Linked DNA regions of Mus musculus: regions 1, 2, 3, 4 and 5 are each linked to region 6. The links are chromatin contacts, called in public HiCAR-type, HiChIP or PLAC-seq and promoter capture Hi-C maps. All regions are on one chromosome and are shown on one strand. Each heading gives the region's core, a stretch centred on a gene start, on an enhancer-like site or on the middle of the called end of the contact. The rest is flanking DNA. Distances are from core to core; before and after follow the strand shown.

Region 1 (4,523 bases), core at 127-2,626, 1.3 Mb before region 6:
TCTCTCACTGGGGAGGCTGGCATAGTTGCTCTGTCCACAAGGCTGGATGCCTCAGCTGTCCTGATCTGGTGAAAAAAAAACCTGAAAGAGAGAGCTGCTGAACCTTAGATCCTGATAGAAAACTAAAAAGAACTGATTCTGGTGTGGAAGGATTCAACCACAGCAGCAGAAGAAAGCAACTTGAGGAAAGGACAAGCCAGAAGAGGTGAATTTCAGCCATGACCGTTTACATCTGGACTGCTAGTAGATGATAACACCTTCAATCAGAGTGGGTCTTCAAAATCAAAATTTATCTATTTATTTATTTATTTATTTATTTATTTATTTATTTAATGCATATGAGTACACCATTGCTCTCTTCAGATATACCAGAAGAGGACATCAGATCCCATTACAGATGGTTGTGAGCCAACATCTCAGGACCTCTGGAAGAGCAGTCAGTACTCTTACCCGCTGAGCCATCTCCCCAGCCCCTTCCAAATCATTTAAGGAAATCCGGAAAGCCTCCCTATTCTGGAGGTTCTAACTTTCACTAGGGTGCCATAAAAACCAACCATAATATCTAGACGCTCAAAGTTCAGCAAATCTGGCTCGGAATCCAGTATGCTTTCTGTGACTACAGAGGTTCTCAAATGGGATGTAGTTTCCTCCTCAGGCAACCTTTGGCAATACCTAGTGACATTTTTGGTTGCAATTAGGTTGCAATTAATGGGTTGTGGTCTTCTAGTGGGCAGAGCCCAGGAATACTGCTATATGATACCACAACAAGGACTTATCCATCCAGCCTAAAAGTTCAAGAACGGGTTGCTGAAAAGCCTAGCGGGACAGAATGCTTTCTGCACTCCCTCTACCCCGTTCTGCTCTTATTTCCATGGATACACAATTAACTACTGCAAAAATAAACAACTCGCAGAAAGCAGCGGAATACATCCACACTTTTCTCACTGCCTTCTTCCATTCAAAATGAACCGATCTTTGTGGCTTTAAAGATAAAGGGAGAGCGAGTGCAGGAGCTGAGGAACTCAGTAGGCAGAAAGGAAATTCACACTAATTGCAATGCTTACAATACAAACTTGGGGTTTGGGGCGGGGGGGGGGGGAGTAGCTGCATTAGATAACTGCTGTGTCAAAAGCGCTTGCGCTGCAAGCTTGGGGACTTGAGTTCGAATCACAGGCATCCAAGTTAAAAGTGCTGGCAGAAGCAGATATGACTCTCTTTCCGGACAGTTCACTCTGGATAACTGCCAGGATCCCAGAACAACAGATTGGGACCCGTGGCCATCCTCCCGCCGGCTGCTGGCACTTTCGGTAAGCAGGAGTGCCTGGGGGCGTGGGCGGGGCGGGGCCTAGGAGCACAGGTCCCTGTGTTGTGACGTCATAATCTGCAGCCGCGGAGCTCGCCCTTAGCAACCGCCCTGGCGACTGTCGCTGTGACCCTTTGCGCCCCCGCGGTCCTGGTCTTTTCCTTTTCACCTCCGCTGCGGGGGAGCTCGGCTTCATCCCAGTAAGAACCAAGGGGATACAACCGCGGAGGCCGCAGGAGGACTAAGCATGGATGGCAGCCGGAGAGGTAAGGGACTGCGCGGGTCCAGGCTGCCCATGGCCTTTAAGGTTGCCTGCCACCTCCTTCAGTGTCGCAGGGTAATGGCTGGAACTAGAAACGCCCTGAGCTCAGGGAGGCCCCGCATGCCCGGCTCTTTGATTTACTGCCTGACATCCATCCCCTGATCCTGGGACCCTGCAGCCTGTATCACTTGGGTATCTTCTAGGCGGAATACTAGCCTGGTCTTTGAAATCTAACCTGAGCCCCAGATCAGGCCGGCTGCTTTCACAGAAACGGCGCTCAGTTTGCTCATCTTGAAGGTAGTGGGTAAATACCCATGCCACGGAGTTCTTGGGGGTTAAGTGCAGATAATATACAGCAAGCTCCTGGTGCATTTTAAGTACATGAAATCTTCCACTCCCTCCCTCCTTCTCTCCCTCCCTCCAGAACTGACTCACCCAGAGCTGGTTATAATTCAGTGGCTCCAAGGTAGGAGCTGGGATACTGCATTTGTAATAAACTTCCAATGTGGCTGGTCATTGGACTGAATGTTTAATAGCAAAAGACTACCTTTGAATCGACCTGCTAATGATTAATTAAGCCTTGCTTTCATCTTGCATGCACCTTTATTCTACAATAATTTCATCAAAATAAGTGTTCTGCTTAGCATACAAGGTTGGGGGGGGGGGAGGATATTCAGACACCATCCCAACCTAAGCTCTAGAGGAAAACACACCAAATGCTGTTATGGTCTTCAGAAATGGTTACAAAATAAACTTTAAACCTTTGCAGTGTTCCACCCGTAACCCAACACTTGTTTACACACAAATCCTGTTAAATGGGTATTATTCATATTTTGAAATGAATAAAACAAAAGATTATAAATAATTCCCCTAGTGTCATGGTTGGTCACAGAACAAGCCCCAGACTAAGAAGCTAAAACCCTCAAGTTCTTTTACTTACATTTGTTTAGTAATAGACTTAGTGAGGTTTTAGTGTTTATTTTTAAATGAGGTGACAAATGTAAATGGGTTTATACTTTTAGGTGGCTTCAGTTTTAGCCCATAACATATATCAATAACATCGTTCCTGGTATAAATGTTATATTCAATAAGTATCTGGGCTAGTTTTTATATACTAAATTATAAGTAACCATTCATTTAGTTGAAACCTCAATGCTTAATTTTAGTTTAAAGTAACCGTCTTAGATTCTATTAGTTCCCTCAGCTACTTCAGAATATTAGATACTAAAGATACCCAAGGGGGAAAACGTTCCTCCCTTCCTCACAGTAAGCAAATGCTTTTGTGAGGTCAGCCTTCAAGAGTGTGATACGGCAGAAAGCCATCAGCTTGAAGAACAACTGGTCTTGTATCTAGTCTCTGATAGCAACTAGTGAGGTCTTGTATCTAGTCTCTGATAGCAACGAATGAGGCGTCCTGACAGTTACTTTACGTTGCCAAGCCTTAGTTGTTGAAAAATGGGGAGCTAGGCTTGATCACCTTTAAGGCTCTATTTCCAGTGTCTGACGGGAGGAAGGAGAAAGGGGAAAAAATGAGACTATTGGTCCACCATTCATTGTATATCAGCAACCTGTGCTGGAAAAACAGGAGGAGACAACCTGTTGGGACAGCCAACTGAGAAGAGCTTGGGAAAGGTTTTTTAATCTGTCATTCCCTTGGAAATACCTTTAAAAGTGACCTATTCCTAAAATTGCAGAAATGTTGGGAAAGTACTGAAACACCATTTTTTTTTCCTCAGTGAAGTTTCTTCTGATTGCTAATAAAATCAAATTCTCTAGGAAACTGAGCTGAAGAATTTGACTGTCCCACCAACACCACATCCATCTCATGCAGCAATTTTTAGTCTTAATTTAGACAAGACTGCTCTTTTTCTGGGCATTTAGCTTAAGACTGCTTTCAGATCATTCTGGGTCCAGTCAAGATATAGAACCTGTGCCTAAGTTATTTAAATGAGTAGAAAGGATTGTTAAACAGTCATAAAAGTAGCTATAAGTAGTAATTACTACAGTATTACCTAACACTTGCATTGGCAAAAAAAAAAAAAAAAAAGTCATATCAAGAAACAGAAAAAATGTCCGCATTGGAAGAAGCGATGCCTGAGAGAGGGCCCAGGTAAAATGACTTGTCTAGGCCTCCCTGCAGCCCTGTGAGTTTTAAACATGACATTTATCTGTTAGGAATGTTAGAAACCAGTGAGTGCATATCTTAATGTAAATAAATGAAGAAGAAACAACCAAAAAAGCTGCCTGAGGATTATAGTATTCATGTTCTATATACTAGTTATAATAACACTGAAACTCTGCTCCTTTTTAAATATCATTACCGGACATACAATTAAATTGTGGAGAAAAATTATTTTGTGATGGTGTCTATGTAATTTTCTAATCCCATGAAGTCTGAAAGATCCGACACTATTTTTACATTATTGGAATTCTCTTTAAATATAGTGTGTTTAGTTGGGTACATTGGTGTGTGCCTGTGATTCCAATTGCTTGGATGGCTGAGGCAGGATCACTTGAGTCCAGGAATTCAAGACCAGCTTTAGCCTGGGCCGTATAGTAAGACCTAATCTCAAAAGAAAATAATATAATAAATATAACTCAAAATATATATTATCTCAAAACAAAAATCCAATGTGTCAGTAGTGAACAAAATGAAATCATTATATATAAAGTGACATAAATGACCTATTGATCACTTCAGTAAAAATAAAGTCTCAAAGTAAACCATCCTGAAAATAACTTAGTTTGAAAACAATTCAGTGGAGAGCACTTGTCAGGCACAGACCTCCAATACAGACAGTGCTTCACATAAAATAGCTTGTTTTCTTAAAAAAAAAAAAAAAGGGGGTGTGCACCCATGTGTCGGTTGGGAGCTAAGGTCAAGTGTCTCCCTGGTGTTCTCCGCCTGTATCTTAAGACAAGGCCTCCCACTATTTTATGCCTGTTCTGTGATGAACT
Region 2 (4,587 bases), core at 77-2,576, 1.1 Mb before region 6:
GAATAGACAAACTCAAATTTCCAGTTGTCGCTGAGATTTGGAATGTTTTACAGCACTGGGGAGGAGGAAAAACCAATGTTTTCTCTTTTTATTTGGGCAACTGTTATCATTTGATTGTTAAATTTCTATGCATCTTCTCCTAAGAATGTCTGGTTTCTTGATTATTCATATAAAACCTACTGTGGAAAAACTGCTTAGTAACTTAAAATTTTATGTTTGATTAATATATCTTGATGATGCCATAACTTATGTTTCAATATTACAGCCAAGAGGTAGAAACTTAAGATACTCTGGAGAGGGTTGGTATAGGTGCCAACTACTAAATGAAATAGACTATATATAGCCTTTAAAAGAGAAAATCAGGCTAATTTCTCTATAAAATCATCCCATTATAGAATAAGAAAAGATGCATATTTAAATCCTGCTTCACGGGTTTACAGAAGATGCTCTGCACTGTTAGCGAGTCCATTTCTCATTTTTCTTAGCCATACCCCCTTCTAGAGGTTTCTCAAATTTACTTTAACTCTGAGTCTCACCAGAGACTTTAACTCGAGTCACACCTCAAGTCAGTCACCACATGTTCATGGAACTTTGCCACTATTCCTTTAACGTTAAATATTCACTAAAAAAGAGAGCCTAACATTTTTAGAACGCCTATATCTTAGTGCCTTAAATCAATCCTGTTTCTCACAGAACATTTGTGCATATAACCAAATGGCCTACAAACAAAACAACTATTTCCAGTGTGGAACTGTTGTCTTGTCCAAAACTTAAAAAGAAAGAGAAAAGAAAACATGGGTCAGTAACTATTAGACATACTGCAGTGGTTCCTTGGAGCTCATAAAGATTCAGAAGGTTTTTACTAACATTCTTTATAATCATAAGGCTTTCTCGGCCGCGGCGGCTGGGGATAGGACAAGCATGCTCAGAGCAGCCAATCTAAACAGGGTTTACAGAAATCACAAGTCGGAATTTGCAGATCCAAGAATTCTTCCTCCAGGAGTAAAGACGCTTTGCTCCAAAACCGAAACAAGGAGTTGCCAAACAGACTTTCCTTTATGCCCCTTGTTGCCAAAGTTATACGGCAACCTTCATACTCCACATATTCCGAGAGTCACAAATATGCCCAAGATTTCAAACCCCGATCCAGAACTAAGCCTCAACTATCCGCGGAGGAGTCCGGAATAGAAGTTCCAGACTCTTTTTAGAAATGACTAGGAGATCAGAGCGAGCAAGGGAAGACTTCGCTCTTTGTTACGCCCCTGCCCGAGTCCCCCGCGCCTCACCTGCTCCGGCTCCCGCCGGGTCGGGGCCGCGCTCCGGCTCTGCGTCCCGCCTCCCTGGGCTCCGCGCCTTCGCAGCCGCCGCAGCCTCTGCTGCTCGGTCGCCCGCGCCCCAGGCCCGCGCGCCGACCGCACGCCTTGCCCGCACTGGCCGGGCCGCGGCGGCACTCTCTGGGGGAGCTCGGGGGCCGGGGCCGGAGCTGCGGGGCCCGCGTCCCTCCCCTAGGGCCGGGCGCGCGGATCCGGGGAGGCGGCGGCGCGTGACCTCAGAGAGTTGGAATGCGGGCGGCAGGGCGCGGGGGAGGCCGGACAGCTGCGGCCGGCCACCGGGGAGGGGGCGCGCCGCTGCTGTTTTTAACCGTGTGACCAGTTATTTTAAGTTTCCAAATAAAGCAGAGCTTTGAAGAAGAAGAAAAAAGGGAGGTGAAGAGGAGGTTATTTTGAGTCCAGGTAGAAAGGGCTTGGTTGCATTATTAGGTGGTGGTCTGTAAAGAAACTGGGGTTGTTGGAGTACTCTTGAACATTGCTGAAGACAGTTCAAGACTTTCTACACGCCCCCTACCCTACCCGCTTTAAGTGCCTGCTCCTCCCATCAAGCACACACTGCTCCTCTGTAGGAACTCTGAACTTGGAGAGAAGTGGAAAGCTGACCCAAATGGGCAGCAGGCTGGAGGTGCTGCTCCCCAGAATCCACTAGGGAGCAGAGGGATAAGAGTTCTAGAAATAAGGAAGCCCAGGGAAGCCACTCTAGATCTCCCCTTTATGTGTAATAGCTTAGCTTTACCTTGGAGAACCACTGGGAAGGACTACTGCCAAGGAGTAACCATGGAAGTAGCTCAGAGAGAACTGAGAGGAGCTGCCCTCAGCGGGACTCCAGTGCTTATTATTATACTGTATTCTTGCTAAACCACACCGCGAGCACCTGGCTTCATCTCCTCAGAGTTCTTCCTCTTCGCACTACTCCCATGGTTACTCTCCCTCGGGTTTGTCAGTCCTTCCCAGTGTTCGCCCAAGGTGAAGTTCAGCTACTAGACCTCTATGTGTGGTCTAGAGTGCGTCCTTGGCCACTCTAATTACCTTCTCTCCAGCATGCCCACTGTCCCCAACAAAGAGGGGGCAGCGCCACCAGACCCCTTTCCATTTATGTCAACCCTCCACGCCTCTCCGACTCAATTTAGGGCTCTACTTCCAAGATTAAAAAAAAGTTCTAGCCACGCCGTGGCTGCCGCACTTGGCAGGAATATTATAAATTGTTTCGTAGAGGCTTCATTTATACCTCTTAGAATTCCGAGGGCAGTTCTGGGCAGACAGTAGGCACTAAATAAAAACGTGTTAATTGAATCGGGAAGAAAATGAAAGAAATTTAAAAATAGAAAATGATCCTAAAACCCAAGTGGTGCTTTAGACAACCAAGTTGAACTTCTTCACAGTCTACAGATGTCATTTACCAACCATGCACTTAAGCTCTGTTTCCCTCAGTCATGTGAATTTGGCAGAAACATCCCCATGGCAAGGCATGAGGACACATTATTAGGCATAAGTTACTGGTGAATATTTCCTACAAAAGGGGGTGAGGCGATTTATATGGCTTAACCCCAACATTTACAACATGATTGTTAAGTGAAAGTCTTCCCACTCTGCCTGCCAGACACCCAGCTTTTCTGGAGAGAGCTATTTGATTCCTATGTATTCTTAGAGAGATACAGACTATTATGCACATACGTGCACAGTGCACATGTCTACATCTTATTGCCCAGAAAGTGGCACGTCATACACACTTCTACAATTGAAGGCAATTCTAATTAAGTTATACAAATACAATTTAGAAAGAGTGCTAGAGAGATGACTCAGCAGGGAAGGGGAAGGGTTATTCTAGCAGAGGACCTGTGTTCAGTTCCTAGCTCCCATTTTAGGTGGCTCACAAACACAGTAACGCCAGCTCCAACGGGGACCCAACACCTCGAGCATCTGCCTGACCCTGCACTTGTATGCACATACTCTTTCACACGCACACAGACACAGACACACACACACACACACACACACACAAAATTGTAGAAAGAAAGCTCTGACCTAAAATGATAATAGTGACACACACACACACACACACACACACACACACACACACACAATTGTAGAAAGAAAGCTCTGACCTAAAATGATAATAGTGACAGGCTGGGAGGACATGGGTTTGGGTGATCCACTGACAAGGAGTTTTTAAAGATGTGTGTTTGTCTGTGTGTGGGCGGGCAGGTGTGTACACATGAGTACAAATGTCTTTGGAGGCTGGAAAAAGAACACTGGACACCCTAGAGCTGGAGTTGCAGCCAAGTGTGGGTGCTAGGAACCTAACATGTGTCCTTTGCAGAACCCATGCACACTTTTTTTTTTTTTTTTTTTTGGTCTTTCCCAGACAGGGTTTCTCTGTGTAGTCCTGGTTGTCCTGGAACTCACTTTGTAGACCAGGCTGGCCTCGAACTCAGAAATCCACCTGCCTCTGCCTCCCAAGTGCTGGGATTAAAGGCGTGTGCCACCACTGCCCAGCCCGTGCACACTCTTTACCAACCATCCCTCCAGCTCCTCAAACAGTATTTTCTTAGGAGTTAATCTGCTTTGGTATCTTAGTGAAATCCTTCATATTCTACAGTATAAGTTATTGTTCACTACAAGAATCCTGACTTCACCCTATAAAAACAATGCTGCCTAGGAGAGAGGGTGAAGATTAGGACCGACAAATGTGAGGTCTAGGGACTGGAGAGATGGCTTAGTGGTTCAGAGCACTTTGTTGCTCTTACAGAGGACCCTGGTTCAATTCCCGGCACTTACATGTTGGCTCACAATTATTCATAACCATAGTTCCAGGGGGCCTGACAGGTGAAATCACCTTCGCACCTGGGAATTTTCACCTTTGCACTAAGCCCGAGACCTCCACAAGTTTAGGAATGCTGACTTTTGAGGGTCAGTTCTCCTGGACTTCATGGAGCTAATATTACAACAATGGTGTCATTCTCATAGCAAGAGTGACTGATGTAGGAGCTGGAGAGATGGCTCAGTGGTTAAGAGCACTGTCTGCTCTTCCAGAGGTCCTGAGTTCAATTCCCAGCAACTACATGGTGGCTCACAACCATCTATAATTGGATGATGCCCTCTTCTGGTGTGTCTAAAGACAGCTACAGTGAATTCATATACATAAAATAAATGAATCTTTTAAAAAAGGGAAAAAAAAGAGTGACTAATGTAATAGAAATTCCCAATACTTAAGGGTTCTCTTTAAACAATTTTTATCTATTATTATTGGTGGGGG
Region 3 (4,486 bases), core at 6-2,505, 1.1 Mb before region 6:
TTGAGCTAATATAGTTGTAAAGCGAGCATTAGTTCATACGAACATTTCTATTCCTAGGGCCACACAACTGCAACATCGCTGGGCTACTACATGGGAGAGTCAGTGCTAGAGACTATAATGATGCCCTTCCACGCTTCAGTCGCAGAGTTTTGGCTTTGACTATGATAACTTTAGGACCTCCAGATTGGAAAATAAGTGCATTGACACACAGGGAGAAAGAACTGGAATTCATCTTTAAGTTAGTGAATGCTAGGTGTGGTGCCGTACACCCGTAATACCAACACCCGGAGGCTGAGGAGGGATAACTGCAAATTCCAGGCCAGCGTGGACTACACAGCAAGGACTTGTCTCAATAGTAGAAATTTTAAAGTAAACCTAACGAGGCTTTAAGTATACAGACAGGACAGCACATGCATGCGATTTATAGACCTGCAGTGCAAGTGCATGACACTCTTTACAGAGATGTATGAGGTTTTGTTGCTTTTAAGGGAAGCAGAATAGGGGAAATTAAGGGACACTGAAAGAGGAAAAATCCTAGGGCATCTGATTTCTTTTTTCCCCTAACTGCAAATCAAGAATTGGATGCACTTAAAAACAAAACAAACCTCTGCCCCAATTCATCAGAAAGACTTCTCTCCTCCTCTCCTCTCTTCCCCTCCCCTCCCCCTGTCTTTATTTATATTTATTTTTATTTGAGGTGGGGAGAGGTTGAGACAGGGTTTCTCTGTTCCCCTGGCTGTCCTGGAACTCACTCTGTAGCTCAGGCTGGCATCAAACTCAGAGATCTGCCTGCCTCTGCCTCAGCCTCCTGAGTGCTGGGATTCAAGGTGGTGCCCAGCTACTAAGACTTTTTAAACAACAATAATCCTTTTCTGTGAGACAACTGAACTCAAGCGTGTACAACAGCTGAGTTGAGTAAGAGTGCACATCTTTAATCCACCCAGGAAGCTAAGGCAAGACCAAAGTGGGTTCTCTTGGAGTTTAATCTCGTCAGTATCCATCCCTCACCCATTGATACAAACAGTGCCTCTCACAAGCCACCTTACAATATTAATAAAAAGGTCTATTTTTAAATGCAGGATAAGTAAACTACATCATTTTAAAACCTTTAAATTTTAAATTTTAAAGCTGCTTAAGCTGCTAGAGAGATGTTTGAGCACTTTAGAGCAGTTGCCGCTCTTACAGAGGACCATAGCTCACAACCAGACATTTCCTGCATTGCACCTCAAGCTCCTGCTCACACATGAATGGGGATCTCTAAGGGAGGAATTCCTCAGAGTAAGCCAGTAGCACCATGGAAATCTGCTGTTGCTGGAGCTACATGGAAAGAGCTGCTCTAATTAAAAGCGAGTAATAAAAACCAAAAAACAAAACAGAAGGCTGTCTAACTCAGATGCCTGCCATTGAATCCCCTTGTCCTAAGTGGACTATTTTGTTGGGCCTCAGTAGAGGAGGATGTGCTTAGACCTAGGGCAGTTGTATGTCCAGGGTACCCAAAGGGGCTTTCCCTTTTCTGAGGAAAAGCGGAGCAGGCACTGAGGGAAAGGATTTGTAAAGGAGGACCTGGCAGGAGAGGAGGGATGGGGAAAAGTCAGGATGTCAAGTGAAGAAATAGTCAATAGTGAGGATTGTCAATCCTATCTTACCATAGTTCAACCAGCAGATTCAAGACAATACAGAGGTTTAAGTAGTGTTTAGATACAAGTTTTCTGTGTTAGTGAACAGCAAATAACAGCACCACTATGTATCATTAAGTACTGCTTATTAAGCAAAGCGCGGGGATCACAGCTGCTCTCTAGTTTCTGCTGCATCTCACTGGCTCAAGGAACACCTTACTTTGCCTCTGCACACAGACCGAACACAATCTGTGACTTGTCCTGTCTCAAGCCTGAAGGCCCGGCATCGCCTCAGTTCCTGATCCCACAGTTTAACTGCGCCTCCTTCCTTTGACCTAGGTATATAAAAACAAAACCCAAGTAAGTATTTATAATTGACCACTACAATAATTTTCACTATAAACACTTAGTTGTCAGGAGTATTTTAAATACCTTATTTATAACTTCCAGTATTCTAAATTTTCAGGAAATTTACGGATACATACTGTATTTCAATCAAGATACATATACTCAGTTCAGTTAATTTTATTTTGTGAAATAAAATTTTCTTCTGACACAAGCATAATTGTATTTAGTCCATGATTCATCACAATGCACTTTTCATTATAGCTCTCCACTAAGAAAATCCACATTTTTTAAATAATTGTGTGTATGTGTACATACCACGGGGTGATGATGGAGGTCAGAGGACGACTCTGGAATCTGTTGCCCCTTCTACCTCTTTACCTGGGGATTGAACTCATCCCCAGGAATGCTAAGCTATCATACCAGCCCAACAAAACCATTAAAAAAAAAAAACAAAAAAACAAACCAAACCATTTTTAACATTAGAAAGATAACTAAAATATAAAGCAAAAAGAGGATTATAGATGCAGTGCCACGGATTTTACCTTTAAGGGCCAAAAGGACATCACACTTCTACAATCACTAAGATCCACTGCTGAGACAGTGTAGCTGGCAGTGAGTGGAGGTGCGGAATGAGGCAGTGTGCAGTGGGAGACACTTGGCTTTCGAGTACTATAGAAAGGGTGAAGTAGAGCGACTTATGGAGTTTCTCTCGAAAGAACTGAAAAATAATTCAGTTTGTTTGCTGTAGTTGGAGAAAACACCTTCCCATAACTCCTGCTCAGTAGAGAACTGGGCTCCAACCTGCAGGAGAGACTGCCCTTCAGTTGCTGTGTCATTTCTACTCTGCAGGTGACTACACTGGTAGCAAATGGATTTTATCTTTTGCGAGGAAGGAGCACAGGGTCTGAGACAGTCACACTATGTGACTGTGGCAACATCTGTGTAGACAGGCTGGCCTCGAACTCAGAGATCGCCTGCCACTGCTCCCCAGGTGCACCACCACACCCAGCCTTAATTTGACTTTTGACAGATTTTTAAATTATGTGCATACATGTCTTGGTGTGTGTGTGTGTGTGTGTGTGTGTGTGTGTGTGTGTACTTCGGGTCCTCTTCAAGAGGAGTCTATGCTCATAACTGCTGAGCTGTCTCTCCAGACCCTCAATTCTTTTTCTTTTTAATTTTTGGTTATGTGTGTGGTCACAGGCCAGTGTGCACCTCCATCATGTGTCAGGCTTCCCTTTCCACCATGTTTTAGATATCTTTCTTTGCAGATGATCCAAATGATCATCTGGCTGGGCTTCTCCAATGGGGCAGTGTTGGGATTACAAATACTTATGCTACTTGGTTTGGCTTTTCCAGGTTTTTGTGGGTCCTAGGATTGACTCTCAGGTCATCAGGCACATAGAGCAAGTACGTTTACTCCCTGAGCCCTCACCTCAGCCTACAAATCAGTTTTAAGTATCTGGTTACAGTGTAGGTACTTGAAAGTGACTTGAAGGTCTCTCCTCACACTTCTGTTTAAGGTCTTAGAAGACCGATTTCGCAAGGCCGTCTCCAGCACTCTCTCTCTCCTTGCTCATATAGCTACAGAAACCTTACAATGGGGAGACAACAGGGGATCAAGATGCAACCTGGGTTCTATAGTAAAGGGTTCCCTTCATGTCCTGTCAGCAATACTGATGCAAACAAACATGGACTTGGGACACTATTCTTAATCAGAGGGACAACTGTCTCAGACAAGTAGAACCCTGGCTGCAGTTCAGGTGTGTGTAAAATGTCCAACAGTGGGCTGGCAAGATGATACAGTGGGCACAGACACTCTAAGCCCGATGATCTGGGTTTGGCCTCAATGCACACAGTGAAGGAGAGAACCATTATTACACTGATTGTCCTCTGGTTTCTATACATGGGCTGGGGCACATACCTTCCTCCATCCCTTCCCACATAATAAATGTAAAAAATAAATGAAAAATGAAATGCAGAAAAGTGAATTAAGACAAGAATTCAGAGAATCCAGAGTCTACACAGATAACAATGAAGGAGAAGTACATGAGTAATTTAGCCTGCACAGCCTAGAAGGAAGAGCCTCCAACACCTCACTAAGCCTTGGGTAGATAGCAAATGTGTAAACAGCTAGGATATGAAAAGGGACTCACGGCCTTTCCTTGCCACCGGTCACAATCAGTCCGTCTCGCAGGGTGGTGTACATGGCAAACACAGGCCCATTGTGCGCTCTAGCCACCACTCTGCACAATATGTGATCTTTCCACACACAGACATCACCACTGATGGTACCTGTAAACGTCAAGTTATTCTGAAAAGGAGTGGGGAAGGGGGGAGACAAACTCATCAAAAGTTCAAAGAGAGCTCGCACAGATGTCATCCTCTATGTGGGTGGAATGCTAGGTCACCTGCTTTGACAAAGCACATGCAACAGGTGCTGGGAGACACGACCCAGGGCAGGAGGCTGAAGTGAGGCCTAGCTCCGGGAGGCTCTTCCCTTTCTCAAGTCTGTCCTTTAG
Region 4 (4,594 bases), core at 308-2,807, 1.2 Mb before region 6:
ACCCTTATGATGTTATTTAAAATTAGGTGTATATATGTAATATATACTATAATATTAATGTGTATATTTTATATAAACAAAAATTTAAATTATATTACATACAATATATACAATTTGAGTGATGCATAGATAGATATTTCTAAGATTTACCAAAATTCTTTTTACATTTTTTAACTCTACATGAAAAATACTGTAAATGTAGTGGTTTGAATGAGAATGTGAATGGCCCCTAGAGGCTTATGTTGACTACTTGGTCCCCAGTTCACGGAACTTTTTAGGAAGGATTGAGAGGTGTGGCCTTATTGGAGATGCTGTTTTGCAGAGGCGGGGAGGAGTCTGTTGAGCTTGAGGTTTCAAAAGGCTCAGTGTCATTCGCACTCGTACATCAAGAGCTCTCAGCTATTCTTGCCATCCTGCCTTTCCTCTGCCATCATCAACTCTTTTTGTTACTTTTCTGTCACTATGATAAAATACTGTGAGTAAGGCAACTGTTTGTGAAGGATGAGGAGGTGTGGCCTTGCTGGAGGAGGCGTCTCACTGGGGACAGGCTTTTCGAGGTTAGCTCCCCCTGCCTCCTACGTGTGGAGCAAGATGTGAGCTTTCAGCTACTGCTGCAGCACCACCTGCCTGCTGCTGCTGCGTTCCCTGCATGGCAGTCATGAACTCTAACCTCCTGAAACTCTAAGCCCAGTGAAATGCTTTCCTTAAAAGCTGCCTTAGTCGTGGTGTGTTGTTATGGTAACAGAAAAGTAACTAATGCAGTAAAAAGATCAGTCACTCGATGTCCATCACTTCCACGTGATCTGATACCTTTTCATAGCACTAATATGTGTACCTTACTAAAAAGTGAAAATTTAAAATTCAAGTGCATGCTCAAGTGGGTATTATTCATATCTCACAACTAAAATAATGTACAGTTTAAAAACCAAGGGTAGTAAAATAGCTTAGTAGGTAAAGGTCCAGAAATAAAACTGGTCCTGCTTCAATAAGGAATACACACGCAGGGGCACGCGGGCACACACACAAACACACACGTTTATGCACGCATTCTTGATATATTATTATCCACAGCTTAATCGTCAATATATTGAAAACTGTTCATGAACTTCAAATTATTCAAGGTGCTTTAATTTTGTGAGCACACATCACCAATCTTAATGGTTTAAAACCTGATTCCTATACACATGCGATGATCTAAAGACAGCCTCCAGGTGGCGCTGTTGCACTTGGCAGTGCCCCTCTGCTGGCTCTATAAACTTCCCATCTCAATCCAGCTACCAGTCCAGGAAGAGGGTGGTAGATAAGCATGCTGGGAAATGTAGAGTGCTTTGCTAACTCACCCTTTCACCTCGCCTCACAGCCACATTCTCAGGCAGTATTCACGCTTGCTTCGTCTCTAAGCCCCACATCTGGCACCTTACCACCCATGCACCATTCAGGTTCCTGCAGAAAATGCTGAGATAACCACTTCTGTGAATTTTCCTATGAACCTCGGACTGATCTGGCCTGACCTGTGAGTCTCAGTCCTCGTTGCCTGGCAGAGCAGAGAGTTTATTCTCCTGTCTCACCACCAGGGTGCAGCAGTAAGCAGCCGCTCGCTCTATGATCTCAGAGGACACAACAGAGATTTGGTGGTTACAATTCCTACCTTTCACCTCCCCTCTCTGCTGGCCTCACACTCCCCACCTACCCCTTCACCATGGCTTTGGGGGACAAACCAAAGGAATTAACACAATGACTTACTGCATGGTGTGCAGAAGTAAATGTGACTGTGTGGTTTACATGCAATGAGCCTTTAGAATGTTTGAGATTTGACAGAAATCCCCAGGTGATGCCACTAATGCAACCAAAGAATCCATCAAATGTTCTCTGCAATCTCTATCCAACCCAGGCTTGCAGAGTGGCCTTTACCCTCCCCTTTCCTGGACATAATCTCACTTACTACGACTAGAGCAGAGATATAGAAAGTTCTCTCGGCTGTCACTCCAAAAAGACCCACCTGGGGTTTAGTTTTTAAAAATGAATTTCAAATAAAAGATCACTTTATCTTGTCTCATGTGCTCTCTTCTTACTAAATTTATACCCAGGAGTCTCCTTTAAAGGCATAATTTAAATCGGGCATGGTGGTGGAAGCCTTACTTATAACCCCAGCACTCAGAAGGCAGAGGCAGGCAGGTCTCAAGGAATTCAAGCCCAGCCTGGTCTACAGAGTACGCTCCAGTCCATCACAGACTACACTGTCTTAACATTTTATATGTGTGTGTGTGTGCGTGTACACATATATGTATATTATATATTATGTATAAACATTATTTAAATAATATATAAATGATATATTTACAAAACATATAATTAAGAAATATTTATAAGAGTGTATGAATATATAACATAGTATATATTATATAAGTATTGTATATAATATATATTACATATATAAGATATACTTTATATAATTTATATATTATATACATATATAATACATATATTAAACAACTTCTATCTCTACACTGCAAGCAAAAGGGAAGAGTCTCTGCCTCTGTGAAATGAATCAGCCACGCCATGATGTGAACACAGTGCTATATCAACACCCTTGCCCTCCCCTCTGTGTTCCTAGGTAGGCATCTCTCTTTCTGGAAGTTTCTAAGGGAGCACATCTGTCTTGCCAAAAAGTTTTAAATACTGAAGTCTATGGCTTTCTAAGCGCTTCGCAGTAGGAGCTCCTGAGGAAAACGATGACCGGTTACAGTTCTAGTCCATGCTCTAAAATCAAGGTGCTTGGCCTCAAAACTACAGCAATGCCAGTAAAAGCCCCCAGTAATCAGGAACACCGAGGCCAGAAATACCAAAGTTAACTAGTACAAACATTGGTTTACAACCTATTTTTGTGGAAATGTACATCTTGATAACTTTGGTTTGACATCAATACTATCAAGGAACTAAAATCCTTAGTGAGCCATGAAGCACTGCATACATTTGGCAACATGTGTGCCAGTAACGTTCTCAACTCAGGCACAGTAAACCTTTAAACCCTAATTTTGATTTGGCCCTTGAAAACTATATTGTTCCTAAATACAATAACGTAGAGTTATTTTCACTCAGAAATTCTCATTTGCTAGCTGTAATTAAGTTCAAAATTAATGTTCCGAAGAAGTGATGTCAAGGATGTGACATTTGAAGGGTGACAGATTGAAACGGTATAATGCTGCCCCGTAGGAATTTACTTATCAAAGTATTGCAACAGGAACACGAACATGCCATATATTACTCTTTAATTAAAGTTTTGTTTTACAATGTTCTTGTCAGTGGGAAATTTCCAAATGCTCAGGTGACAGGAAAGCCTCTTCAAACAGCGTACCATTGGGGCAAACTTGACAAAAGTCCTGTCCGTCACAGGCTTGAGATGGAAACTAGAGCACACAACCCCACCCTGGGGTGCTGTCCACTGGAGTCCACTGTGCTTAGCTGGGCTAGCACAGTTGTCATGGAGGGCGATGCTCACCACAAACAGTCAAATCAGAATGATGGCAGGACAGTATCATTTGGGAGCTAGTCCTAGATCGGACATTCTAGAAGGTCTACACTGTGAAGCGGCAGCCTAGGATTCGGGGGCACGGACACACATGAACATGACACACCTCAGTTAAGCCTGCCAGCTTGTCCTCCACATCTCCCAAAGGAGACTGAGCCTGGGCCAAGAACACTTTCTGCTTCAAACCTGACACACTTCTGACCAATAGAGAATGTGCCCAACCAAATAGGATGGAAGAGGGAGGCCGAGTACCTAGAACTGTTCCGGGGGGGGGGGGGGGGGAGGACAGGATTACGGTGCTAAATTCAAGTACCGCCTGAACACCACAGCAGTTTCTGGTGGCCCCATCAGTTTGGGCTGTGGTTTAGGAAAAGAAACCTCACGTTAACCGTTTTCTTCTTTCAACCTAAAGGAAACAAAGCCTCTTCGGGGTTCTCTGATGGCAATGTAAACGTGAGCTTGCTTGTGGGGAAAAGACAGGAAGAACCCCAATAAACAATCAGTCACGGAAGGTGGCAGGCCTTGAGTTCCCTGTGCGGAGCAGCCCTTAACTTCCACTCCGTCTCAGCTCCCGGTGTGGGCGTAACACTGCATTTGCGTAGCGGCCACGCCTTTTGTGTGAGCACTGCATGCACTTACACTTCCCCCGGTCAGCTTACGTACTCAGAGCCCTTCTCCTGGAAAATGTCCACTGGTGTTTAAAATATAAAGCCACATATATCGAACTCGTTTTTAACAAACAAACAAAAAAAAGTGCTTAAACCCATCCTATGCATTTGCTTTCTTCATTTTCAGTCAATAAAAATCAAACTCAATTTATGCTTATTAATACTGAAAAAATAGTGAATCTGATTCTTAGAGTTTTAAATAACGTGCCTTTATCCCCAACTTTACATTAACTCAGTATCATAACAAATTGAGCTCTTATTTGGAAAATATAGAAGGTACAAATATATAACTTTTAAAAAATATTCTGAATATAAAAATGCTTTCTATGTTTCAAAATAACACTTTTAGATTTCTTTAGTTTTGGACTTCATGAATAAAACACTTAGTTCCCCCATG
Region 5 (5,123 bases), core at 1,992-4,491, 1.2 Mb after region 6:
TTATAAAAGCCTAGGGTTTGACCCCTACTACCACATAAAGCATGATGGTGCAACATAAGTAATCTTAACAAGAGAAAATGGAGGCAGGATCAGAAACTGAAGTTCAACCTCACTATATAACCAAGTTCAAGAAACCAGCCTAGGATACATGAAAATTTGCCTCTAACAAAATTTAAGTCTGTAAAACTTAATTTTGTTTTCTTTGAAATAATCCTTGAGGTCAAGAATAAAACAGCGCCGGGCAGTGGTGGCGCACGCCTTTAATCCCAGCACTTGGGAGGCAGAGGCAGGTGGTTTTCTGAGTTCGAGGCCAGCCTGGTCTACAGAGTGAGTTCCAGGACAGCCAGGGCTATAAAGAGAAACCCTGTCTCGAAAAACCAAAAAAAAAAAAAAAAAAAAAAGAATAAAACAGCATTACAGAGACCAAAGCATAAATCCACTGTAAGTAGCTGTAAGTGCTTCCAGTTGTAGGCTAGATTTCCCACTAAAATAACAGATCACCACCCCAGGCTGAACTTGTACTAACCTACAATTAGCACCTCAGGCTCGAAATTACCTATAAGACATGGCTAATTATATTACCTAAATTTGAGAATGGTTTTAAGAATTATGTCTGTAAATACAAATGAATTGCTTAAAGAGGCCCTGACACACACATAGGAGGTACTCAATAAACTTAAACTATTACTAATCTTACTTGGAATTTATCTGTTAAGGAGGAAAAATGGCTTTAGTAATAAAACTATAGATTTCTTCACAAGTATCCTACACCTTTTCTAAGTCCATTTTTTTCTTTCTTTTTAAAAAAGATTTATTTATTATTATATGTAAGTACACTGTAGCTGTCTTCAGACACACCAGAAGAGGGCGTCAGATCTCATTATGGATGGTTGTAAGCCACCATGTGGTTGCTGGGATTTGAACTCAGGACCTTCGGAAAAGCAGTCAATGCTCTTAACCGCTGAGCCATCTCTCCAGCCCCTTTTTTCTTTCTTGTTTAGTGAAAATGTTTTACTATGTAATCCCTGAATTTGAGATTCTCCTAACTTGTGTTCTCAGTGGTGGAATTAGGAGTAAGGTACCACACCCAGGTTAAATCCATTCTTCAAAATTACCTTTCCACATAACACAAATATAAAGGGGTAGTTCAGTAATTATGTTTAACTCTTTTCCCTCCTGGGGCGGGGGTGGGGGGGTGCGGGGAGAGGAATTACCTGTTCTAATAAATTAGAATTTCAAAATTCCAAATGGAAGAAAGGGGCTTAGAGGCTATTTCCTAAGTGATAAAATATAAAAGGGTATAAAACACCAGACTTTTGTTGTATAGCCCTGGGTGTCCTGGAACTTTGTAGACAGGCTGGCTTCAAACTCAGAAATCCGCCTGCCTCTGCCTCCCAAGTGCTGGGATTAAAAGCGTGCGCCACCACCACCCAGAAAGTCTACATGCTTATCCTGTCTAAAGGCCTTTGTAAAACTGGCTGGCTGTGGTAGTTCACTGCAGTAATCCAACACTCAGGGGCTCAGGTAGGAGAATCGCTTTGAGTTGCAGACCAGCCATAGCTAGATAATGGCTCCAAAACAAAACAGGTTGGATGTAGTAGTACACCTATGATCCCAGGCATTGGGAAGATAGGGACAAGAGGATCGTGAACTTCCATATTTTGGGCTACACACAATGTTTGATTCTAGTCTGGTACTACAGGAGACTCTTTCCAAAAAACCAGAAGGATCTTTGCATAATCAAATAAAGCACACTGGTGTGAGTATGGTTACATGTATTAGTTCTGAAATTCAAGCTTACATCTAGTTAAATCTCACAATTACATTGGGTCTTAGAGGCAGTTCAGTGGTAGAGCACTGCCTAGCATGCTCAAGTCCCTGTGTGGATTCCATTCCCAGTTAGCCCATCCTCACAATAAGCTTAACCCTGAAACCCACACTTCCACTTTACTGTAAGGAAAGTTTCCACATGTACAAACATGCAGAGGTGATTACGTGACTGTCACAAACACATTTAACTTGTATATTAGCAGCCAAATAAGAACCCAGCTCTGAAAATATACCTGTTGTAATCAGAAAAAAATTTTCAGACCAAGTCTTACTATGTAACTGCAGCTGATCTAGGACTCTATGTAGACCCAGGCTGGCCTCCAAGTCACCAGAAACTGCCTGCCTTTCATGTTAGAAAGTAACTTTTTACCAGTGGTAACTTATTTGGGGTAATCTTTATAATTATACTCCAAGTTAACCATTCTTCAATTCAAATCAATGTTTCTACAGTCTTCAACCACAGACAGGAAAATCTTGGTTTTTGTGGAATGAGTTCTGAGTCTAGTCCAAAAAAGAGGGGAAAAAAAAAAATCTTTGAAATAAATTTGCAATATTTCAGACATGAAACAGCTACAAATAGTTCTCAACTGTAAAACTGCAAATTAATGCAACAAGGTAACTATACTTCTGCTCCAAAAACAATTTGAAGTTTTGGCCAATATGTATTTTCTTCCAAGAGTGAAATTCAGAGAATGCAAACCCTTAAGAAAGGAATATTTTAAAACGTGAAACCGTTATTTCAAACAACCTTATCTTTGAACACTGAAGACTGTTTCAATAGACTTGAGGTGAAAGCAGAAGGACTTGTTCAAGTGTTAAAAGATACCTCTCCCCACCAGCCAACTCAACCAACTAAGGACCATACGCTTAAACAATCAGAAAAGCTTGCAATAAAATGTTCCAAAGGTTCACGAGTTCCCACAGAAGACCTACAAAGTCTTTCTTTCTTAGCCAGGTGTGGCAGCACTTTAATCCCAGCACTGGAGAGGCAGAGGAAGGCAAGCTTTGAGTTCAAGGCTAGCCTGGTCTATAGAGCAAGCTCCAGGATAGTTGGGCTACATACTGAAACCCTGTCTCAAAATACAAAACAATAACAACAATAATAATCATCTCCCTTTCTTGTGAAAAAGACAACCAACCCCGGTCAAGACATGTGTGTCCTCGAAAGCCAAAGCAGCATTTTCTCTGTCTGGTGGAACTGCCAGATTTATAGACCTTATTGCAGACCCTAAAATCTGAAAGATATGGTGGAAAAGGTTTAAAACAACAACAATCCCACCAGAACAGAACTTTCTCAAAGTGTGCAACAGCTATGAACTTTACGAGCGCCAAGCAAGGTTTTATGCCTGCTTTACAGATTGGTGAACTAAGGGGTGTGTGTGTGTGGGGGGGGGGGGAGCAGATCGTTTCCGTTAAATGCCTTTCTCAAGGTCACGACGGTGCAAAAACCACCGGGGAAAGAGGATCTCAGGTCTCCGACCTTTCTGCACTGGAAAGGCAGCACGGCGCAACGTGCTCCGCTCTGCTCGAAATCCCAACGCCACAAGGTTTTCGGGTTAAGGATGGACACCCCGAATGCTCTCCACCGAGCTCCACCGGACTTGGGTACCCCGTGGCGTTCCCGTCCGCACTCCCGCCGTCCCAGTCCGAGCGCCACTGCTCTGAGAGGGGCCAGTGAGGGTCACTTACCGTCGCTCTCCGCCCTGACGAGCAGGGACATGCCCTTCAGCCTCTCCACGTAGCCGGAGGACACATGGCCAGTACCCCGGTCGTCCCACTGCCGGTCCTCGTTGAGCGTGTAGACCTTCACCCGCCGTCGGGTGTCGGTCATCGTGCCGGCCGGGGGCCCCGCCCGAGTGGCCCAGGGACAGTGTCCAGAAAAGGCGGGCGGCCGCAAACGGGGAACTCCGGGACCTCAGTGCCACCGCTGGCCGCCGCGGAGCTGCGCCGCCGCTCGCATGGCCCGCTCCCGGGTCCGAGCCCCGGGCCGCCGCCTTCTCTCGTCTCCTTCTCCCCGGCGCTATTGTCCAGGCCGAGCGAGCGCGGCCGCCCAGCAGCCCCGACAGGGAACGCGCAGCACTACGCAGCCTACCGGCCCGCCGTTCCAACGAGGTGCGGCTCGGTTCACAGACCCGCTCCGGCCTCCACCATGACCTCCGCAGAGCCGCTTTCCCGCGCCGCCGCCTCCTCAGGCCGCCGCCGCCATGTTTTCCTCCCTTGTACCTGGCCCAGCCGCTGCAGCAGGAAGCCCCGCTCCGCTCCTCCCGCTTAAAGCATCCGAAGCCGGTGAGGTAGCACTTCCCGGGAGACTCCGAACGCCTCTGGCCACCCGAGAACCCCTGGCTCTTCTTAGAAGCCGCCTTCCCTACTCCGCCGCCTCTTCCGTCTTCCTCACAGAGCCAAAGCCGCCGCCATCTTGGCTCGCCCCTCAAAAGCGGCGCGCGGGGCCACCTAGGCAGTAGCGGCAGGGGCGGCCCGCAAGCCCCACCACTTAAAGCGACAAGACGGGAGCCGGCAGCTTCGCTCCGGCCGAGGCCTTGCACCGAGGCGGGCGCGGAGCTGCGGGGGTGGCGGGAGCGGAGGAGGCGGGACGCGAGTCGCGCCGGTGACGGACCGGGACTCCCTCGCGCTGCCCTGCGCGTACTGTCGTGCAAGCGCGGGCTGCGTGTGCGTCCGTCGCACTTTGAATTCGTCATCACCTCGGCTCCGGGCGGGGAAGGGGTGTGGAGTCTGTTGGCGGCTTCTGGAGCCAGACTGGACTCTGATCCCGGAGCTCGTCCTTTCCCGTGCGAGCCTTCTCCGGACGCTTTAGGGAGGACCTTTGCAGTCGGCCCTGGGGGCGCGGGCTGCTGGCGTCCTCCTCGTCCTCCCCCCGCCCTCCTCCTCCTCCTCCTCTTCTTCCCTTGGCCTGAAATAGAGAAGTTTCTGAGAGAGGACCGTTTGGACCGCGAGGTTGGCGGGATGCAGTGAGGCACGCAATGGCCGGGCAAGTCTAAAACCCTCGACGCGGTGTTCACGCGTGGCACTGCTCCCCGGGATCATTCTGAGCACTCACCTCACAATAATCAGCGGTTATCTCCCTTTCTCTGTCGGTTATCAAAGCTGATCGTCTGTAGCCCTAGGCTGGTTTGTTTGTTTTTTTAAACAAAATAACAAAACACATCTTGAAGGGCTTGCAAAGATAAATGCCGTACTGTATGAATAAGATGAAATTCTTTGTTTTTTTGTTTTTTTTGAAACACAGCCTCACAATGTTGCTCTGACTGGCTGAAGCAACGTATGCGAGAAGCTGG
Region 6 (4,799 bases), core at 129-2,628:
TATGTAGATGTAACATGATGATCACTGAGACAATGCTTGCAGGTTAATCCAAACAACAACAAAGGGTAAACTGGCTAAAGAGAATATTGTACAACTGTATTTTAAGATGGTAATGTGGTTTGCTTTGGGTTTGTTGCTAAGTGGAAAATGGATGTTAAGATAAAACAGTGTGGAACTTCTGTAGAAGATTGTGCCTATACCTGTATGTAGAACAATACAGAAGAAACTGGTTAACCCCTGATAAGTGGGACCCCAGTCTAGCGTAAAGAGAAGGGATCTTGTGGACTGTATGAACATATTACTTTTACCAATTAAATAAAGCCACCCAGAAACTTTACTATACGTATCAGCTAGCCGGTGGATTCTTCCTCTTACAAGACCACCTTCCCCTCCCAGACTCCCACTCTCTACCACCCTATATTTCTTATAAATACTCGTGGAGATGTTTGTTGCCTCTACTGGCATAGATACCTAGTTTGCACCTGTTTGGGCCTTTAAAGGGGGGAGGGGTTTGCGGGGAATTAGGTGGTGGAGGCATTTTAGGCTTATAAATCAGAGATTTGCTCTACAGGTATCAGAAAGTATTCCTGGCCAGTTTTCTTAGGATTCATTTCTACAGCATTATCCGCCCCATCTAAAGAAGGGAGAAGAGGAAGGGAGAGAGAAGGAGACGAGGGGAAGAGAGGAAACGTTCTAACCTTGGAGGGTTTGTACCCAAACAGCATTACAATCGCAACCTTAAAGTCCTCTCGGCTTAGGTAGCCTTTGTTGTCTTCATCGCATGCTTTAAATACCTAAGGAATATTAAACATCTACAGTTAGTAAGCCAGAAACCAGAAACACAGACATCTTAAACTCAACCTGGTTGTGGAGCTTTCAAAATGCAGTTTCAGTACTCTAGTTTTAATTCTCAAGCAATATAACCGCCGAGTTAAAGATTTCCCTCTGTCCCCTCTCCCCAAAGTTTAAGGAACTTGACCAAGTTTAAGGGGCTGACAAATCCATTCCTCTAAACCGCTGGAATAAACTGTACTCGAAAGCTCAGTCCTGGGATTGGGAAGGTGATGGGACGGATAGGAGGTCGAGGTGATTATCCGTGGACAGTGTGGTGGGCGGGGAAGTGATCAGAGTCCTGCAGCAATGCCAGAACCAAGAGGGGTGACAGAAGTGGCCCTGGTCAGGCTTAAGTCTGAACTCGGGTCGCGCTCCCACACCTACTTTCACCCATTTCCTGCGTTCTGAGGCGCTGGCTTCGCCTGCTCGGGGCCTTGCGCCTGCCTCTGACAAGAACATCGCCACCGACACGGAGACCAAGCCAGGCGTCTCCTCCGCTGCAGCGAGAACACAGACCAGCCACTGCGGCCTCGCCCACCACCGCTGGGACTCAACTTCGCCGCGCAACTCCAACGTCTCCTCCCATTGGTCAGTCTCCGAGCCACTGGCGTTGATTTCGTACTGTCATTGGTTAAAGGCGCTGTTTAACGATGGGGCGGGGCCTCAAGGCCCGCTCCCAGACCTTGGCCCCGCCCCTACTCGATTTTTCTTGTCTTAAGGGAGGTCTGGTACCTCTGGGCTCTCTTAACTCGTTTTGATTGCTTTCAGGCTCTCTCCCAAATTTACAATAAACTCTTTTTGATTATTCTGACCCGTGTCATTGCTAGATTTGGCAGGAGACACACGAAGAATGTGAAAAAAAAAGCACACAAACACAAATAATGAGTGAACACCAAGATTCATTTTTAAACTGCAAGTCTTTGGACGGCCTTCGCAGAGCAGCTACTATGTTTATTTTCGCCCTCTTGGTAACCCTGGCACGTAACACTGTGTCTAGGACAATTAAACGGAATGTCCCGTTTTTTTGAATGTTTACACAGAATTGATTATTCAACCCCCCGGAAGGCGATGCCTGACGTGAGGCTGACTTAAGGAACAGCACAAGAATCCCATACCAGACATCTTTATAGAAGATGAGGAATACCCTCTACCCTTCTGGCAAATCAGTGAGATTGACAAGAACATGACCGTTTCAAAGGAGAAACCTTCAAAGGAGGTTCTGAGTCTGATGGGAGCTCATTTAACTTTTTATCTAGCAGTCGATTTTAAAGTCTGAAGCAGCTGTCTTTTTCTACCGCTCACCCATCTCCCAGAGCACGCCGCTGTCTTAGCCTTGAGAGCCTGAAGCTGCCTAAAAGCATCCCCAGAATGGAGTCGTTGTTTGCAAATTAACCTCGAGAGAGAAGCTACCACAGCTTTCTGTTTCTCTCTTCTTTCAACAGGAAACTAGCAGAGAGTGAGGCGTTCATTCGGCTCTTTTCTGGTCCTCTTGGTCTCAGGCAAATGAGGCTGTCTTTAGGACCCAGTGGGGGGCTTCCGGAAGGGGAAGCGGCTGGCTAGCTAGGCGGCGGCGCCGGCGAGTTTGAACTGCGCGCATGCGCGGGCGCGCCGCGGGGCGGAGTCTCGGCGGCGGCGGCGGCGGCCTGGCGGGTCAGGTAGGTGTCTGCCGCTGCGGGCGCCGGCTCGGGGCGGGCTCTGGCGGCAGCGGCGGCGGTAACTCTGCGCCCGCCCTCCTCATGGCGGCGCGATGGCCGCTGCCATCAGATGTGGTAGTGGAAGGCCAGCAGGGCTCGGTGAGGACCGCGAGGAGAGCGGCGAGGCCGGGGTCCTTGGGCAGGGTTCCTCCGCTCTGAGTCCCGGGAGCCCCGGACCCTGCGCTCCTAACCCTTGGGACGCGCTGCAGAGCCGCTGGCCTTCGCTCCCTCCGTGGACCACGCTCCACACCAGGGACACCGCCGTGATATTGGGCTGTCTTGAGGTTGAAATGAGTCTGTACGCTTGGAATTGTGTCTGGGCAGAGCTGAGCGCTCGGGGAACGTTGGCAGCTTTACGATTTGCTTACTGTACCCCCAAATTACTGCTCCTTGACCATCGTCAGCACCCCACAGCCCAGCTCCTGCAGAAGCGTCCTTATCGCCACGTGTGCACAAAGTTGTGTTACATATGATCATTTTAAAAGACTAGACGGGCCAAGGCACTCTCACTGGGAGTCCCATTGTCTTTAGAATAAAATTCGGCTTTTAACTTGCCTTACTGTCCCCACCCCTTCTTTCTGGACCATTCCTGTGTTACAGTTAGAACCTAGCTACCTCCTCCTGGCCTTCAGCAGGTTGGATTCCATCTGTCTGGAATGTTTCTCGACTGCCTTTTAGCCCGCGGATTCCTTTCCCTCCCAGGTCTCATGCTATGCCACAAATGATTCCAAAGAAAAGTTATCCCTGTAAAATGTAGTGAGCATCTGTAGTCATCTTGACTTTTAGGCTTTTTATGTGTTAATGTGTGCCTTTCACCCTGAAATTAAACCTGTCTAGGATAGAAGCTTTATATTATTAACTCTTTATCCCCGACCTCAATTCTGCTTACTTCCCGGCTCAGAGGAAGGACCACCTTGGAAGAATCTGGTGCCTCTGTCTTAAATGTCTGAGGAGTAGTGTCTATATAGAAGAAATACTGAGTCTGCTCAGCCAACCGGGGAATAGTGGAAGCAAGGTTCTAAGCGGAGTGCCTTTTTTTTTTTCATCAGCTGTTGTGTGTGTGTGTGTTTGTACACACACCTATACAGGCAGTTTCCGACTGTCTTCCTCAGTTGCGCTCTGCCCTGTTCTAGTGAGTCAGAATCTCACAGAACCTGAAGATGGCGGCAGTTTTCTTTCTGGGTGACTGGCCAGTGAACTCTCAGACCTCCTTGACTATCACAATGTTGGGGTCATAGGCACAGGTATTATGCTGGGCTTTGGAACTCATGGCAAACCCTCTTATCCACGGCTCAAAGCTCTAGCCCTCCATGCATATTTTTAAAAGCCCTTAAGGAAATTTCTGATGACATTCTGAGTTTGCTGTCTGGTGAAAGGATTCCATAAGATTTTTTCCCCCATCTTGGTACAGTATCCAACACTGCCAAATTCCATTGCCTCGCCTGCCTTAGTTTTTATTTATTCTCTTTACACATATGCTGTTATTTTCTTCATATTTATTTGAATCTACTCCTATGTAAATACTTTTACAAAGTAGACTTTATTTTGCTGTGATAGCTGTAATGGAGCCATAAGCTACATTCTACTGACAGGAAAACAAGTGTTACAGGTGCCTGTGGAGGAGTCCGGGACCCACTGGGAGTTCAGAAGCAAAATGTAAAGCATTTTTTACAACTTAGCTTTCTCCTTGATTTAAGTAGAAATTGGAATTGGAGGGGGGTGCTGTTATGTGCCCAGTCGGTGGCAGGCCCCAGTTGCTTCCACTGTGGGAATCACTGCTGCTTTGATTCCAGGCTGGGACTTCGGTGGGTAGAGGGGTACACCTGTATTCTCCTTCTTTCGATGTCCCTTACTACTATTGTGACTTTGCACTTCTGCTATGCTAGGCACTGCCTGGTGAGATAGAAAATAAACTGTGGAAAGGAAGCCGTGGGGAATGTTATCAGGCTGGTCTTTGGTTCCAAAAGCTCCCTGGCCTGCTGGGAACCTGGTCCTGTTGGAGGGAGCAGTGCAATCGGATGCTGACCAGATCCACTCTTCCACATTAGAAGCCATTTCCTACACGATCTTGACATTTACATCGCAGCAGCTCCTCTCCAGCAGGAGAAGGACCTTGTTTGCATAATGAGGTTGGTAACCTGGTGGGCAGAATGACAAGGTACAAGTTCATTAGCTATTTCCTTCCATGGTAAACAGCCCTCCAGCATAGTTTTGAATGTCAGCCATCTCCAGACTTAAAGTTCGCGTAAAGCCTGGACCAAACAGGGGGCT

The links. Promoter capture Hi-C pulls out the DNA fragments that hold promoters and counts their contacts. HiCAR-type assays count read pairs that join an accessible place to other places. HiChIP or PLAC-seq counts read pairs in DNA pulled down with a chosen protein or histone mark. Capture Hi-C pulls out chosen DNA fragments and counts their contacts.
Region 1: a promoter capture Hi-C map of adipose tissue shows a contact between it and region 6. The contact joins the promoter of Spata7 here to the promoter of Efcab11 in region 6. A contact is called at or near these places in 2 of 39 promoter capture datasets (the 3T3-L1 cell line and embryonic stem cells) and 1 of 9 other capture datasets (adipose tissue).
Region 2: an Esrrb HiChIP or PLAC-seq map of embryonic stem cells shows a contact between it and region 6, with 49 times the contacts expected there. The contact joins the promoter of Ptpn21 here to the promoter of Efcab11 in region 6. A contact is called at or near these places in 9 of 39 promoter capture datasets (the 3T3-L1 cell line, 3T3-L1-derived adipocytes, the HPC-7 cell line and 5 more), 8 of 484 Hi-C or Micro-C datasets (CD4 T cells, the G1E-ER4 cell line, the N1E-115 cell line and 3 more), 9 of 115 datasets of contacts at active chromatin or transcription factors (the NIH/3T3 cell line, astrocytes, embryonic forebrain and 5 more) and 1 of 9 other capture datasets (embryonic stem cells).
Region 3: a HiCAR-type map of astrocytes shows a contact between it and region 6, with 2.9 times the contacts expected there. The contact joins the enhancer-like site here to the promoter of Efcab11 in region 6. A contact is called at or near these places in 14 of 39 promoter capture datasets (the 3T3-L1 cell line, 3T3-L1-derived adipocytes, the HPC-7 cell line and 7 more) and 1 of 115 datasets of contacts at active chromatin or transcription factors (astrocytes).
Region 4: a promoter capture Hi-C map of liver shows a contact between it and region 6, with 2.7 times the contacts expected there. The contact joins the enhancer-like site here to the promoter of Efcab11 in region 6. A contact is called at or near these places in 10 of 39 promoter capture datasets (the 3T3-L1 cell line, 3T3-L1-derived adipocytes, the HPC-7 cell line and 6 more), 1 of 484 Hi-C or Micro-C datasets (the N1E-115 cell line), 2 of 115 datasets of contacts at active chromatin or transcription factors (extraembryonic endoderm stem cells and large pre-B cells) and 1 of 9 other capture datasets (adipose tissue).
Region 5: a contact with region 6 is called in a promoter capture Hi-C map of erythroid cells, with 6 times the contacts expected there. The contact joins the promoter of D130020L05Rik here to the promoter of Efcab11 in region 6. A contact is called at or near these places in 1 of 39 promoter capture datasets (erythroid cells), 1 of 484 Hi-C or Micro-C datasets (natural killer cells) and 1 of 9 other capture datasets (liver).

The regions. Positions count from the first base shown.
Region 1 is chr12:98,626,766-98,631,288 of GRCm38.p6, forward strand. Spata7 (spermatogenesis associated 7) reads left to right here and starts at 1,377. Exons shown (of 11, transcript NM_001289572.1): 1 at 1,377-1,569. The coding sequence starts at 1,551.
Region 2 is chr12:98,736,079-98,740,665 of GRCm38.p6, forward strand. It overlaps Ptpn21 (protein tyrosine phosphatase, non-receptor type 21), which reads right to left and starts at 1,327. Exons shown (of 19, transcript NM_001146199.1): 1 at 1,287-1,327.
Region 3 is chr12:98,794,671-98,799,156 of GRCm38.p6, forward strand. Eml5 (echinoderm microtubule associated protein like 5) reads right to left here. Exons shown (of 44, transcript NM_001081191.1): 36 at 4,121-4,278; 37 at 1,837-1,951. Among named protein-coding and RNA genes, the nearest start is that of Gm35463, 5.5 kb to the right of the region's middle. Within about 2 kb of position 1,256, at least 10 of the 459 cell types and tissues checked have an H3K27ac peak or open chromatin away from gene starts, as enhancers often do. A contact at or near this core is called in astrocytes, where this site is marked.
Region 4 is chr12:98,673,489-98,678,082 of GRCm38.p6, forward strand. Ptpn21 (protein tyrosine phosphatase, non-receptor type 21) reads right to left here. Exons shown (of 19, transcript NM_001146199.1): 19 at 3,253-4,594. Among named protein-coding and RNA genes, the nearest start is that of Spata7, 48 kb to the left of the region's middle. Within about 2 kb of position 1,558, at least 156 of the 459 cell types and tissues checked have an H3K27ac peak or open chromatin away from gene starts, as enhancers often do. A contact at or near this core is called in the HPC-7 cell line, the N1E-115 cell line, adipose tissue and 3 more, where this site is marked.
Region 5 is chr12:101,079,210-101,084,332 of GRCm38.p6, forward strand. It overlaps D130020L05Rik (RIKEN cDNA D130020L05 gene), which reads left to right and starts at 3,242. Exons shown (of 2, transcript NR_038050.1): 1 at 3,242-5,123. Ppp4r3a (protein phosphatase 4 regulatory subunit 3A) reads right to left here and starts at 4,493. Exons shown (of 15, transcript NM_211355.2): 1 at 3,520-4,493. The coding sequence starts at 3,661.
Region 6 is chr12:99,882,064-99,886,862 of GRCm38.p6, forward strand. Efcab11 (EF-hand calcium binding domain 11) reads right to left here and starts at 1,379. Exons shown (of 6, transcript NM_030172.2): 1 at 1,219-1,379; 2 at 699-794. The coding sequence starts at 1,293. Tdp1 (tyrosyl-DNA phosphodiesterase 1) reads left to right here and starts at 2,455. Exons shown (of 16, transcript NM_028354.5): 1 at 2,455-2,489.